Regions from separate parts of the Bombyx mori genome. Here region 1 is linked to region 2. The links are chromatin contacts, called in public Hi-C maps. All regions are on one chromosome and are shown on one strand. Each heading gives the region's core, a stretch centred on a gene start, on an enhancer-like site or on the middle of the called end of the contact. The rest is flanking DNA. Distances are from core to core; before and after follow the strand shown.

Evidence for each region. Hi-C and Micro-C count contacts between places; a contact is called where the count stands out from the background.
Region 1: a contact with region 2 is called in a Hi-C map of whole pupa, with 7 times the contacts expected there. The contact joins two enhancer-like sites. A contact is called at or near these places in 4 of 7 Hi-C or Micro-C datasets (posterior silk gland, an unstated tissue and whole pupa).

The regions. Positions count from the first base shown.
Region 1 is chr6:9,307,967-9,314,401 of ASM3026992v2, reverse strand. It overlaps LOC101736543 (protein held out wings), which reads right to left. Exons shown (of 8, transcript XR_005244788.2): 4 at 5,698-5,838; 5 at 4,499-4,619; 6 at 1,959-2,279; 7 at 1-491. Among protein-coding and RNA genes, the nearest start is that of LOC134199082, 19 kb to the right of the region's middle. Within about 2 kb of position 2,096, at least 4 of the 8 cell types and tissues checked have open chromatin away from gene starts, as enhancers often do.
Region 2 is chr6:9,257,383-9,263,811 of ASM3026992v2, reverse strand. All of the region lies in intron 7 of LOC101736332 (non-structural maintenance of chromosomes element 1 homolog), which reads right to left. All of the region lies in intron 1 of LOC101736543 (protein held out wings), which reads right to left. Among protein-coding and RNA genes, the nearest start is that of LOC101736543, 16 kb to the right of the region's middle. Within about 2 kb of position 2,746, at least 4 of the 8 cell types and tissues checked have open chromatin away from gene starts, as enhancers often do.

The sequences.
Region 1 (6,435 bases), core at 847-3,346, 51 kb before region 2:
TAGGACTTGTCTTCGTAAATGAAACATCGGTAACTTAAGATTCCATTGGCAGTTTAAATACGACAAACCGCCGTTAGAATTAACACGAAAATTAAGATTCGATAAACAAACAATAATTATATTACTACTACGAATAAATAAAATCTGAAATAAAATAAATAATCTTTGAACGAAAGAAAACAAAAACAAAATTTCTTCAGAAAAAAAAAACGTACAACAAAAAAAAAGTTTGAAAACAACAATATTTCGAGACGCTATAATACGCTATGTCGTATCTTAATTAAAACGAATCTTACACTAAAGATTGATCATGGCTTTTATATATGACTTTAAGAAACGTCCCGTGAATTTCGAAGGCTAATTTTAATACGTGAACGGAGTATGGTAATAATGTTGCGATGTGTGTAACGGCGTTTGGTGGACGCCGTATCTTATTGTCGGCTGTGACTGTAGCGGCCAATGTCAAAAGCCAGCTAGCAGATACCTCGACGCTGTAAACCCGATCAAAATAATATCACACACAGTTCATGAGCCGCACACCATGTGTTACTGGTTAATACATCGTTAATAGAAGTTATGAAGTTAGGCTTTCCGACGGTATCTCGCGGTAGATCCACAATTTAGACAGGTGTTTCCCAACGTGAGGCCGACAAGGGGGCAATTTAATAATTAAGGGGGACAATGGCAATAAATTAATGTTGAAAATATGTATTAAACTTAATTTTGAATTTCAATTTCAATTTTTTATATGAAATATTACTTACTGTGTTCTGATAACAATTTCATAGATCACTATGAAATTTCTAAAACCTATCATTTATGTTTCTTAAGTGAACAAAAAAACATTTTTAAGTTTCAAAATTATGTATGGATTGGGGGCATAAACAATTTTAGAAACGTTACAGTGGGGATGGCACAAAAAAGGTTGGGAAACACTGATGTAGACCAACGAGGCGATATAAAACATCGTGTTAATTTATTCCGTCGCTTTAACGATATTCAAATATAATCTATCATTCGACTGTGATTAGTGGAATTTGTGTTAAATCGTATAGCTGTTTATTAAGGTCCTATTTTAATTATTTTATTCGGATGTTTCGGTAAAAATCGAAGCATTCACTGATTTTAAAATACATCGCGTTCAAACTTTAAAACATGCTGTTATTATGTTATTTTATTTTTAATGGCTCTTTATTTCTACTCTTTAAAGCGTATGATATTTATTCACGATTACACTGGACGTCTTCTACGTGGGAGTTTCAAGAAACTCCACAATCAGCCTTTTACTTAACTATTTATTTACATCCCGCTCTCACTTTATAATAATACTTTTTGCGCGAGCAGGACAGACATAACGATCTAAGTACCCTACCGCTTAATAAAATTTTTGAGACGCTCCTACTAAATTTTTTGCGTTAGTGTTTTATTTTATTAAATAAGAAGAGCCCTATCTTTTTTTTCATAATTAATAACCTTCTTGACTAAAGATTCATTACTGAGTAAACATTTAGTCGACAAGGCGTCGCACGAAGCTGTGAAGCGTATTATTGAACGTTCTAGAAAATCATACCATATTGTTGAATAGTTTTTGTATGTGTGTAAGTGTGTATAACCTCGACGGTTCCAATGAAATGTTGGAAAAAAAATTTACTTTCAATGAATTTCTTAAGAATGAATTTTGTTAATTCTTATATAGAAATACACTTTAACATTTTGAGATTCAATCAAATTTAGTACTGGTACATCTATTTGCAATAATTAATATACTATTGCATACTCGTGTGTATCCAATATGTACGAGTTCCTATCAGAAAGTGTACGAATATAGACAGTAGCGTAACATACGTATGTAAAATTACAGTTGTGTGATTATTCGGGTGTCGTGTGTCGTGCTATGTGTAATGCGAACGCGCGACGCCATAACCCTAATAGAATAAATCAACGGGCGAACAACCCACCGGCATGATCAGCAGCGGCGTACTCCGTGGCGAGCAGAGGGTTCGCGGCCGCGGTGAGAGCTGCGTAGTTCGCGTAGTCGTAGGGCGACGCGTAGATCAGCTGATGCGCGGGCTCGCCCGGAGACAGCAGGCCGGCCGCCGCTCCCGCCCCTGCCCCGTTGAGAAGGCCGGGTTGAGCTGGCGCGGACATGCGAGGGGACAGGATGAGGGGCGCGCCGAGGGGCGCGGGAGTGCGCAGGGCCACCCCGCCCACGCCCCCTGGTGCCAGCAAACGCTGAGTCTCGGCTGCCGCCGCTGCAACGCGCCGCCATTCCTCGTCAGCTGCGGATTCGTCTAAGTGCTCTCACTATCCACTTGGGCATATTTTACGGTTCACCGTTTACATTATTTATTTATTTATTTATTGTGGTTGGACGAGCTCACAGTACACCCGTTGTTAAGAAGTTACTGGGGCTCATAGACATCTACAACGTAAACGCCACCACCCACCTTGAGATATAAGTTCTAAGGTCTCAGTAAAGTTACAACGGCTGCCCCACCCTTCAAAGCAAAACGCATCACTGCTTCACGGCAGAAATAGGCAGGATGATGGCACCTACGCGTGCGAACTCACAAGAGGTTCTACCACCAGTAATTATGCAAATTATAATTTTCCGGGTATGATTTTTATTACATTATTAATTCATACCTAAATATTTATCAAACCAAATTAAAACGGAACACCTTACACGGTTATCATATTTGTAATGGCCAGTTGTTTATTTGTAGGTAAATAGAATTGATCCTTATCGTATTTTTACCAGAGTTACCGAAGCTTACGGGTAACAAAGACTATATACATGAACTTTGAGACATTGGACCGAAGTCAAAATTGTCATATCTTAGCTAGGTATTGAATTAACTTCAACTATTGAATACTAGTCAAATCAAAAATAATTATGGAAGATTATCGGGCCTCTTCATTAGATTAGAAGCTTGTGATTAAATATACTGAGACCTTACAACTTATCTCAAGGTGGGTGGCGCATTTACGTTGTAGATGTCTATGGGCTCCAGTAACCATTTAACACCAGGTGGGCTGTGAGCTCGTCCACCGATCTAAGCAATAAAAAAAAAAATATTCATTGCTTGCAGTATGGCCACTGAATTTATCGTCTTCTTCCAAATAATCAAACCCATGAACATACTACATTCGTATGGAAACGGGTCGAATTACTATTGCCTGAATGCCCATTATATTATGAGTAAAAGGTCAACCACATAGTTCATAGTGACACAAGGTTTGTCTTAATTACTAAAAAAGCATTAAGACCTAGTCAAGATCACTAATGCCAACTGCAATAGCGAACAAGAATTTAAAACTATTTTGACAGAGATTAATTAATGTGAAATCAAACCGATTAAAATATGCACCAATAAATTATTACTTAAATTACAAGTAGAATTGCAAACATTGTTTCAGCTCACATTGTTACCACCAAAACCCACAAATTTAATTACAAAACACATCGCCTCGCACCTGTGAAATAAACTTATTCCACACATTGAAAAATATTACACCAACCAACACTTTTTTTTTAATGATAAATAATAGTTAATGACAGTTTCATAAAACTTCAATAACACAAACCCAAAAAAAAAGAAAAACTTATAACTGCAAATTTCAAACAGACGGTTGCTTGAAACAATCATGCGAGTAATGCACGTTCTTACTCAAGCGACGATAAGAGAAGTGGGTCCAGTAAAAACTCGGAGGACTGATTCTAGCATGCCATAAAAATCAATTAAGTCATCTCGCCTGTATGAGTCACTTCGGCAAACAAAAGGCTCAATTTATTCTCATGTCGCTACAATAGGAAACGCTATGAAAACATTGATTAATTAAAACACGTGAGACGGATGAAAACACTTGATCAAACTGATATCCCGCTAAGGTATACAAAAAAGAACTGAGTGAGTACTAAGGAAAATACAAAAAAATTACACCGATACTTATGTAGTTAATAATGAATTGTTTCTGCATTCCGAAACAAAGTATCAAATAAGTTTTCTTCGATTTATATAATTTCAATTTCTCAGGAAACGATGAAGCATCATCAAGCAACCTGAGTTACGGACTAAACGTTCAGTTAATTACTCCTCGAGGCGACATTTATTCTAGTTAGACTAGTCAGACAGCATCGGTTTTGTACTTCGAGGCTGATCATAGGAAATACCAGTTCCGAGACTATAAAATCGCACATCACTACGTTATGAAGTGATAAAACAGAATCGAAACTTAATTTTATCACCTTCGTAGACTATAACATTTATTGTCTGAATCGCGTATAGGTATTGTCTATGGAATTATTAAATTATCTGTATCCGACGAATCATTTAAATTTAATTTTCGAAAAGATGTTTCGGGACGACGTCAATTTTACGAAACGTTCGTTAATGGAGGATTTAATAACTGAACTTAATTAAATAGGTAATTCCTATTGCAAATAATTAGTGACTTATGATTAAATATTAGTGACAAAACATGAATGCGACCATACTTATTAGGCACTGACCGTTCACAGGAACGGACACCTTCGAGCTGGAATCACGGTAAGTTCCATTTATGATCGCCAACTCCATCAACTGGCGCTTCTTCAGTTCATCTTCACCGTCAGCTTGCTGTGAAACAAGATTAAACAAAATATTTAAATTTCATTTGAAGAACACGATGTATACACACACACGAGTAATGTCCTTGATAGTTTTATAAATAATTCTCAAAAGTACATACATTATGTTTTGTTCAAACTTTGTTGTAGAATTTAAATAAACAAGATTTTGGGGTGTTGTATTAAAAAAAGAACAATAATCTCAGTTTATGACATTGTATTATTTTTGGATAAGACTTTTCATTAGCAAAAATGAGATAATGTTCTAAAATTCAAACAGATGACGTAATCAGACCTTAAATAAATATAATGCGTATTCAATAGTGTCCTGAATAGTTTTTTTATGTTCCGTCTTAGGACTTCGCGCTGTAATAGCAAATATAAATTTAATTTATATTAAATATCACGTAAATACGCTACATCTTAACCTTTGCATTAAGATAATGTGTTAACAACTGTCAAGTGTTTTACGACGAGCAGTGTAACCTAGAAATAGTTTCACCACGTGATTTCAATGGTCGCCTCGTTAGTTTGTTATGTGACTATAGCTACTTTGTACCCTCTTAGTCTCAAAGTTTGTTCAAAATATTCTCCATTTGGAGAACTCCTAGTCTGATACCTATAAATGCCGAATGTAATTCTATTATATTTTATATCGCATTTACACATTATTAACAATACATTATTTTTAGCAACCGCATATTTGGAGCAAATGTGGAATATTAGTTCACATTAGTAATTACATACACAGATTAAAATTTCTTACAATATTTTACATATATTTTTACGTCCTGAAACACTAACACCGAATTCTAAATGCTTTTTGATTTCACCACTGTCTGGTCATCCAAACTGTGATGAAATCAATGGAGTCGTCCAACAAAAAAATTATTAAATTATTTTTAAGTCTTTAATTTACTCGTCTAAGTTACTCTCTTATGACCCATATGCTAAATAAAAATATGCCAAATATTTCTTAATTATTGAGTGTTGGTCATCACGATACATTAATATATTTGCAGCGTTTTTTTTCTGGAATTTGATGTCAACAGAGCATGTAATGACATTTCAGTTTGTAGAATACTTACTGGCACAAGGAGACGCTTCACTTCATCAACGGCCCTCGCTAGCTTTATCTTGGCTCTGTTTTCAGTATCTTCAACTGTCAGCAGAACGTGGAGGTCATCTGCTAGGTGTTCCCAATTGGGTTTGCCCCTGTTTGCATCTTCCTGGAATATTGTAGTAAAACATACAGAATAATTAACTTTTATTCAGTTCTGCGTATAACAAAACAAACAGTAATATAAAATAATGTGTACGTAATTATATTTAATTAGGTTGAAAATTTTCAGACAAAATATTAATAGATTTATGCATAAGCCATGTAAATCCCGTTAATAAGATGAATCTAAAGAGATTTCAAATGTTAAAATCGACCAAACCATTCAAGCTAGAGGAATTTGATCCAGAAATAGCATACATTTGTGACAACATACAAATACTAGGGAAAGTCAACAATTATATCCCTTACTTGGATAGTCAAGTAAACACAAAAGACTATTGACATCAAAGGTCTGTTCAAAACGAATTTCATTTATAACATTGCACAAGACTGGATCGTTCAGCTAGTGACGTAAGTGTTTAATCAATCATTTTCTATTTAGCTTTAACAACGAAAACAGTAAATACATCATTAAGGAAAATGAATGTAAACATTACATCTCACATCGGTTCCGTTGAAGCTGCGTGTAAAACGGAAATCAAATCATTTATTAAACAACTAACAAATAAACAAACGTATTTACGATTGGCTTCTGCCATTTACA
Region 2 (6,429 bases), core at 1,497-3,996:
TTTAATTTACTTACAATGCACGAGACTTGCGGTTAAAAGCACAATAGAAATACAATTGTTATATTGTTACGGATAGTAGCGGTTTTGTTTCATAACTATTACCGCTAAATTATATATGTTAACATTAAAATTAGTAATTTTACCTTACCAAGCACCGCTTGTATATAAAAAAATCAAACCACATTTATCCATACCGTGCAAAAAAACGATTTTTAATCAAGATTTCTTGAATTTTCAGTTAAAGTATAATATTAGTTCTGAAATGAAGTGCTCCTTAAAATCTACTTGAACTTACTTGAAGTAAACTCGAGGAGTTAAGGGAAACTTTATCCCGAGTTCATTTAAAAATGAAGTAAATAACGGCATACCTGCTTCAGCATTCAACAATAAACAGTACATTAACGATAAATGTAGAACGACAGGAAACAAGAAAAGCGATTGTAAAGACTATGCATCGCATGTTACAAACAGAAATGTAAAAGCCACTAACGGTCATCCCTTTGTCTCGATGTGTGGAAGAAAATGTTGTGCAACGCGTGAATTGTTTTTCAAGAGGACGTATAATGTCTTTGAAGTTAACTGTACTTTAGTAACACCGAACGAGACAAATAAAATGGTGATGTAAAATCCATTACACATTTTAAGCAGACAGAAATTAAATTTTGTGGACTTAAAAATTTTGTACACTTTTGTTTCTTTCGTGCTAATAAAAAACTTAAGCTTTTAATTCACGGATTTATATGACACCTGAACCATAGCCCTAGAGGCATTTCATACAGTCCGTGTGGTATTGGCGTATAATAACCCCAATACATCACTTCCAGTAGACGTCATAAAAGGCTCTTTCTGTATCACCAGTTGGTATTATTACTGTATGACAAAACTATTTACCGATCGATAGGTTTATTTTATTGGGCAACGTTTAGAGATCAACTATTGGCGTGAATTAAATGAAAAATCTTAAATAAAAGTTCGTCAAATGCGTCAACTTGCAAAAGCTTCACAAAAAATTATATTCGTTCAGGCTCAGAACGGCCAAATGTACTTCAGCACAAACCTTGATTACGTCGCGGTAAATCAAAATCTTAATTGATGTATTTATAGGCGCAGTATTCGAACGGACATAAAACGCCGGGCAAGCGTGACATCACTAAGCCTTACGATATACGAACAGCGTATGTTAAACGAATTAAAAAATTTTCAATGACTAATGTTATTCTGTAGTCTGTTGAGTAAAAACTAAGCATACCTGTACGGGTTTTTTAAAAAGACCTTTGTAGATTACCTCAGCGTTTCCCGAGCGTAATGACGTCATCCACCAAAGGAATTCGAATAACAACAGGGATCTCTTATTCTATTACAGCGGACTCGCGTGCGGGTACAGTTATTCAGATGTTATTATGCTTTCGTATCCATGGTGTCTTGAATTTTAATAAAGTGTTCTTGTTGCTAAATTGTGACACATCTTGTGTATTGCTATTCGAAACTAGAATATGTTTTTCTTACCATAACTTTATTTTAAGCTTTTATATTTGGATTTTAAGAAATGGCAGTGCAATTTGATGACCATTTGTTTTAATAATAATAATATAATAATATTTACTAACAATCACGCCACGTTAACTGGTCCCGTGATAAGTTCGTAAAGAACTTGTGTTACAAGTACCAGATAACGGAAATAAATATAATATTTTTATTATACACATACTTACATATATTTAATATACACCCATAACCCTGGAAAGACATTTATATTTATCATACAAATATCTTCCCTTGGCGGGATTCGAACCCGCGACCCCCTTGTGTAGTGACCATGTCACTTACCACTACACCAGACGGCCGTTTCTTGGGATAATATATTATACATAATAATAACACATATAAATATCCTACTATTTAGTACACCTGCTTAGTCCACGTCTAGAAAATTACTAATCACAAGCATTGGTCATAAAAAAGTTTATAAAAACCATAAATAGCTACTGCTTTAGAAAGCAAAATATCTTAAGTATATTCCGGACCTGCTCATAAAACGCCTAACACTGTTTACACTATTACTAATCTTTTAGTGTCCGAAAATGATGTCATGCTTTGACTAAAGATTCAGTCACGTGACCTGGAAATGTAATATCTTCAATCGTTGTAAACGTAACAGTGGATTTAGCCAGTCATAACGCATACTATCAAGCAAGGCCCGAGCATCTTTCATAATATTCTGCCAGACTATTTGAGTCGACTATTATCAAAGGCGGCAATCTGACTTTTGGACAATGATTGGTAAATCAGAAAAACGAATTATTGACTTTGTATTCCATTGGCAGTCACAAAACTCTTCGGAACGACATCTTAGATAAATAACAGGTTAACTATTAACCTTTATTTAATGCAGGTTTTGAACCGTATTCTTTGAAGGAGACGATTATATTGAAATAAATCTGTATTGACATATCAATAAAAATTTTTTGTCCAAATGTACAGATTGCCGCCTTTGATAATAGACGACTCATTTATCAGAAGATACCGGTGCGCGACCCCGGCCTCGTGAACGTATCATCCGTCCGTAGTAACAGCAGCCTTAATTCGAACCCCACACGTGTCTATACGAAGGCAAATAGGTAAGATCTACGCCAACAATCATTTTCATAGGAATTATTACACCAATGACTAGCGTGTTAAAGAGTTCATCTGGTTTACCCCAAAACGTTTGCAGTAAGCATAGTTAGTAATCAATTACGTAATCAGGCATTTCGCGAACCAGCACTGATAACCCCAAAAAAATCTTCTGGAGGCCAGCAAAGTTCAAGCGTAAAATGTGTTCATTATTTCAATGAATCAATAAAGATGTTTTAAAAACAAGGACAGGAAGAAACGTCGCGAAAGCTGTTCAGTCTTCACGACAAATACATTAACAACATAGTGCTATTAATTTGCGTTATTTAAGTAAATAAGCAAGCTGTCGACAACAACGTAGCGAAAGTACGAGTTAAGGTTTCTTTATGACCCTTTATAACATTTACGATCCGCGCATTCGACCTATTTCTCTTGGAAAATCTGATTATGCGAACCGATTAAACTATACGTTCAATCGCGTATGCGAATTCAAATACCAAGTTCAAGGTTCTGCTGCCTAATAATTGAACAATATTTTACAGGTGCGCAGAGTTCAATTTAGTTTGATTAGAATCGTATTAAGCGCGATGAACGTTTTAAAACTGCAATCGCATTATAACATGTCGGCGAACGGCAACAACCTGATTGTACCGTTATACGAGCCAAGCAAAACTGACCTAGTGGCGGGAAAGTTATCAGGGACGATCGAATTGCGTTTCGCGACCTAAAGAAGAACAACAAATTTCACAGAAAATATTTCGTACATGTTTTTTTTTACTTCAATCTTGAAAATGGCAATAAAATTTGAGTATAAAGTTTCAGCGGAACATAGTAAACATCTGATAATATTAACTTAGTGAGTTTTATAGATGCAGCAGTCGGGTTGAATTGAAGTGATAAAATAGAAATCAATCCAATGACGACATAAGATAGGATGCATAAATGAAAACTTTAGAGGAGTAAAACGAAACAGATTCTAAGTAGTAAAGTAGTCAGTCATGTCACACTATTCGCTGTTAATCAACATTAATTCACTGCAAGTGGAACTGATTCAATTGCTATCAACCAACCTAAAGATGGCATTGACCTTTGCCGAAACAATTTGTAGTTGGCTCGCAACTGCGGTATTCAGACGGAGCATGTAAAATTTTAAGGACGGTACAAAAATTAAAGATCGATTTTTAGAAATTAAGATAAAACACGAGCTTATACTTGTTTGGGTTTAAGCTGCTACTTAAGTAACTGTAAAATGTTGTATTTCACGCTCCACATTTTGCACATATGTTTCTTCGCTCAACTGGAAAATCGAGTATGAAATATGTTATTATATTTTTATTGAAAACTATACTTTCTACTAAGTACCGTATCAGGAATCTACTGATGAACGGATAAGGACTAGCCGAGTATTTATAGTGCGTGCCGGGTTGAAACTGTCTCCCACGCAGCTTGCTTGAGATTTTCAAACCAGAAACATTACCAAAATTATCCTAAGCCATTTTACCGTCACTAAAAGTTATAAATGATACGCTTACTTGTCATTAAAATTATTAAATGACAAACCATTTGAAAAAAAAAAAAAAATTTGGTGTTTATTACATTTTACTGTACAAAGGTGTATGAATTAATATGAATGTATATTTACGGGACGAATGGCGATGTTTATTGTCGGAGGCCAAGTTCTCTTGGGGCCATAGCGCCAGCGCAGTAGTAGTAGTACAAAGTCTACTGAGGCTTATTTTTAATTACTTTCTGAAGCTATAATCCAATTATAGTTATTAGAAACCTAACTTTTAAATGTAATTTTATTCATATATTGTCTTTATAATTAAATGGCAAACAAAAACAAATAGGTAACATGAATATTGTCTGAAGCCAGGAATACAGTAACAGACCGAAATTTGAAATTGGCATAGCAGTATCGGAATCGTGTTTACACGAAATGTTCGCGTTTTACCTGTTTTGTTCAATAATTCAGATCAAGAACACTAACAAGAATAACAGAGCTGACAGCACACGATACGAAAACTATGAAGAGCAGTCGTGTTTTGTTTAAATACTTTTTATTTGTATCAATTTAAATTTAATACGCTTATCGAAACCAGTTTAACAAAATCAACCAATTTATGAATTAACAAAAGAGCGGTACATTTTTGAATAATCAGATACTTAAATCTGAGATTTCGATGGTGAATAAATTAATAATCCATAAAAAAATTAAGTGGGCAATGTAAAATATATAAATTTGAATGAATAATTTTAAGATGACGAATAACCTTTGTTTTTTTTTTTGTTGTCCAAGTTATTTCAAGTCTTTCCAATAAGTATTTAAAATAAATTATAGAACAATACTGTGTTAAGTTCACCCACCACTGTTTCATAACTTTTAAACAAAATATTTTTTTAACTTCTTTGAAATCGTTATTATGGTCCTAGCAGTGCTAGCAGACCTAGTGACTTATGAGTTAAAATTCGAAAATGGATAAACCGACTGGAAAGTTTATGACAAGCAAATTGTCTTTAAGCCTCTAAGTCATGCTTGGCTTATTGTGCATTCATTTACTCTAGATTTAATCATTACCATACAAGGTTATATTTACATAAAACGAATCGATGCTGCGGTAAAACACGGAATAAACTACATAGTTTACGTGTTTTTCAAACAATAGACACACAAACAATAAGCGTTACTATACAAATCACAGGAAATAATCACCGAATACAAATTCGAATAAAAATAAATATTAAATTTCTCGATATTTTTTCATGTATATATTAAGCTCGACCGTTCGATTCTCATTAACTTTCAAACACGATCGTCCTCGTAGCGCAACGACATTTTATTTCAAGCGACAGCGTAACATAGTCCAGCGTCATTTTGTGGCGACTCATTCATAATGTTTTAGCCGGAATTAAAAATAGCAATAGCAACAACGACTACGATTGTGAAAAATGAAGCAAGTGATGCGAGAAACGGATAGAGTTGCGAGAGCACGAGATGCAGGATGACAGAGGTGTTCCGGTCATTCAACTTTTCACCTATAGGAACGCTATGGAGGTAATCTGGCATTTGGATAGCATACGTCAATTTCAGGGCTGCTTTAGAATTTACGAATACGGTTTAAATTAAGTGCAGTATGTATTTTAAATGAATACATTCGTTTACTGACGAACTTAAAATAAAAACGGTCTTAGCTTTTCATCATAAAGGCCGACCGGTCGTTGTTTGTTTTCACCACCCGAGGACATCGAAAATAAAATCACACTAACTAATTACTCTTTGGACAGAGTCCCAACCAGATAAACACTTAAACTTCAGCCAAAAATACACAAGATGGCGTCGAGTTCATAATAAAACAATTTAATGGGCCAGCGCGCTTTCCGTGGTGACGAAATCTGCGCCGACGCATTCTCGTTGCGTAATTTGAAACGCGATCTCTGCAAGAGAAAACTATTTAAGGTTGAAATAATTACGCTGCATCTACAAAATTATTCAACTACCGTCACAGTTCCAGTATAAATCGGGATCGCTTACCCAACATGAAATGCTAGACAAACGGGTCGTTTCTAACGTGCAATTTGCCAACATTTATCGAAATTCGTATACTTCTTGCAACATTTGTAACGCTTCATCCTTATGATTCAATTATGAATCATTGTTCAATTTGTTTTCTCGCTGCACAGCATCGCTTGTAGGTAGGTGCCGAGCTTACGTTATGTTTAACATCGAGTACAGAGTACTATAAAGGCCTTGTTCCCTTCTAATATATTTATTTGAGGGGGGCTAGATAAACGACTTTATTGTTTACGCGCGACGGG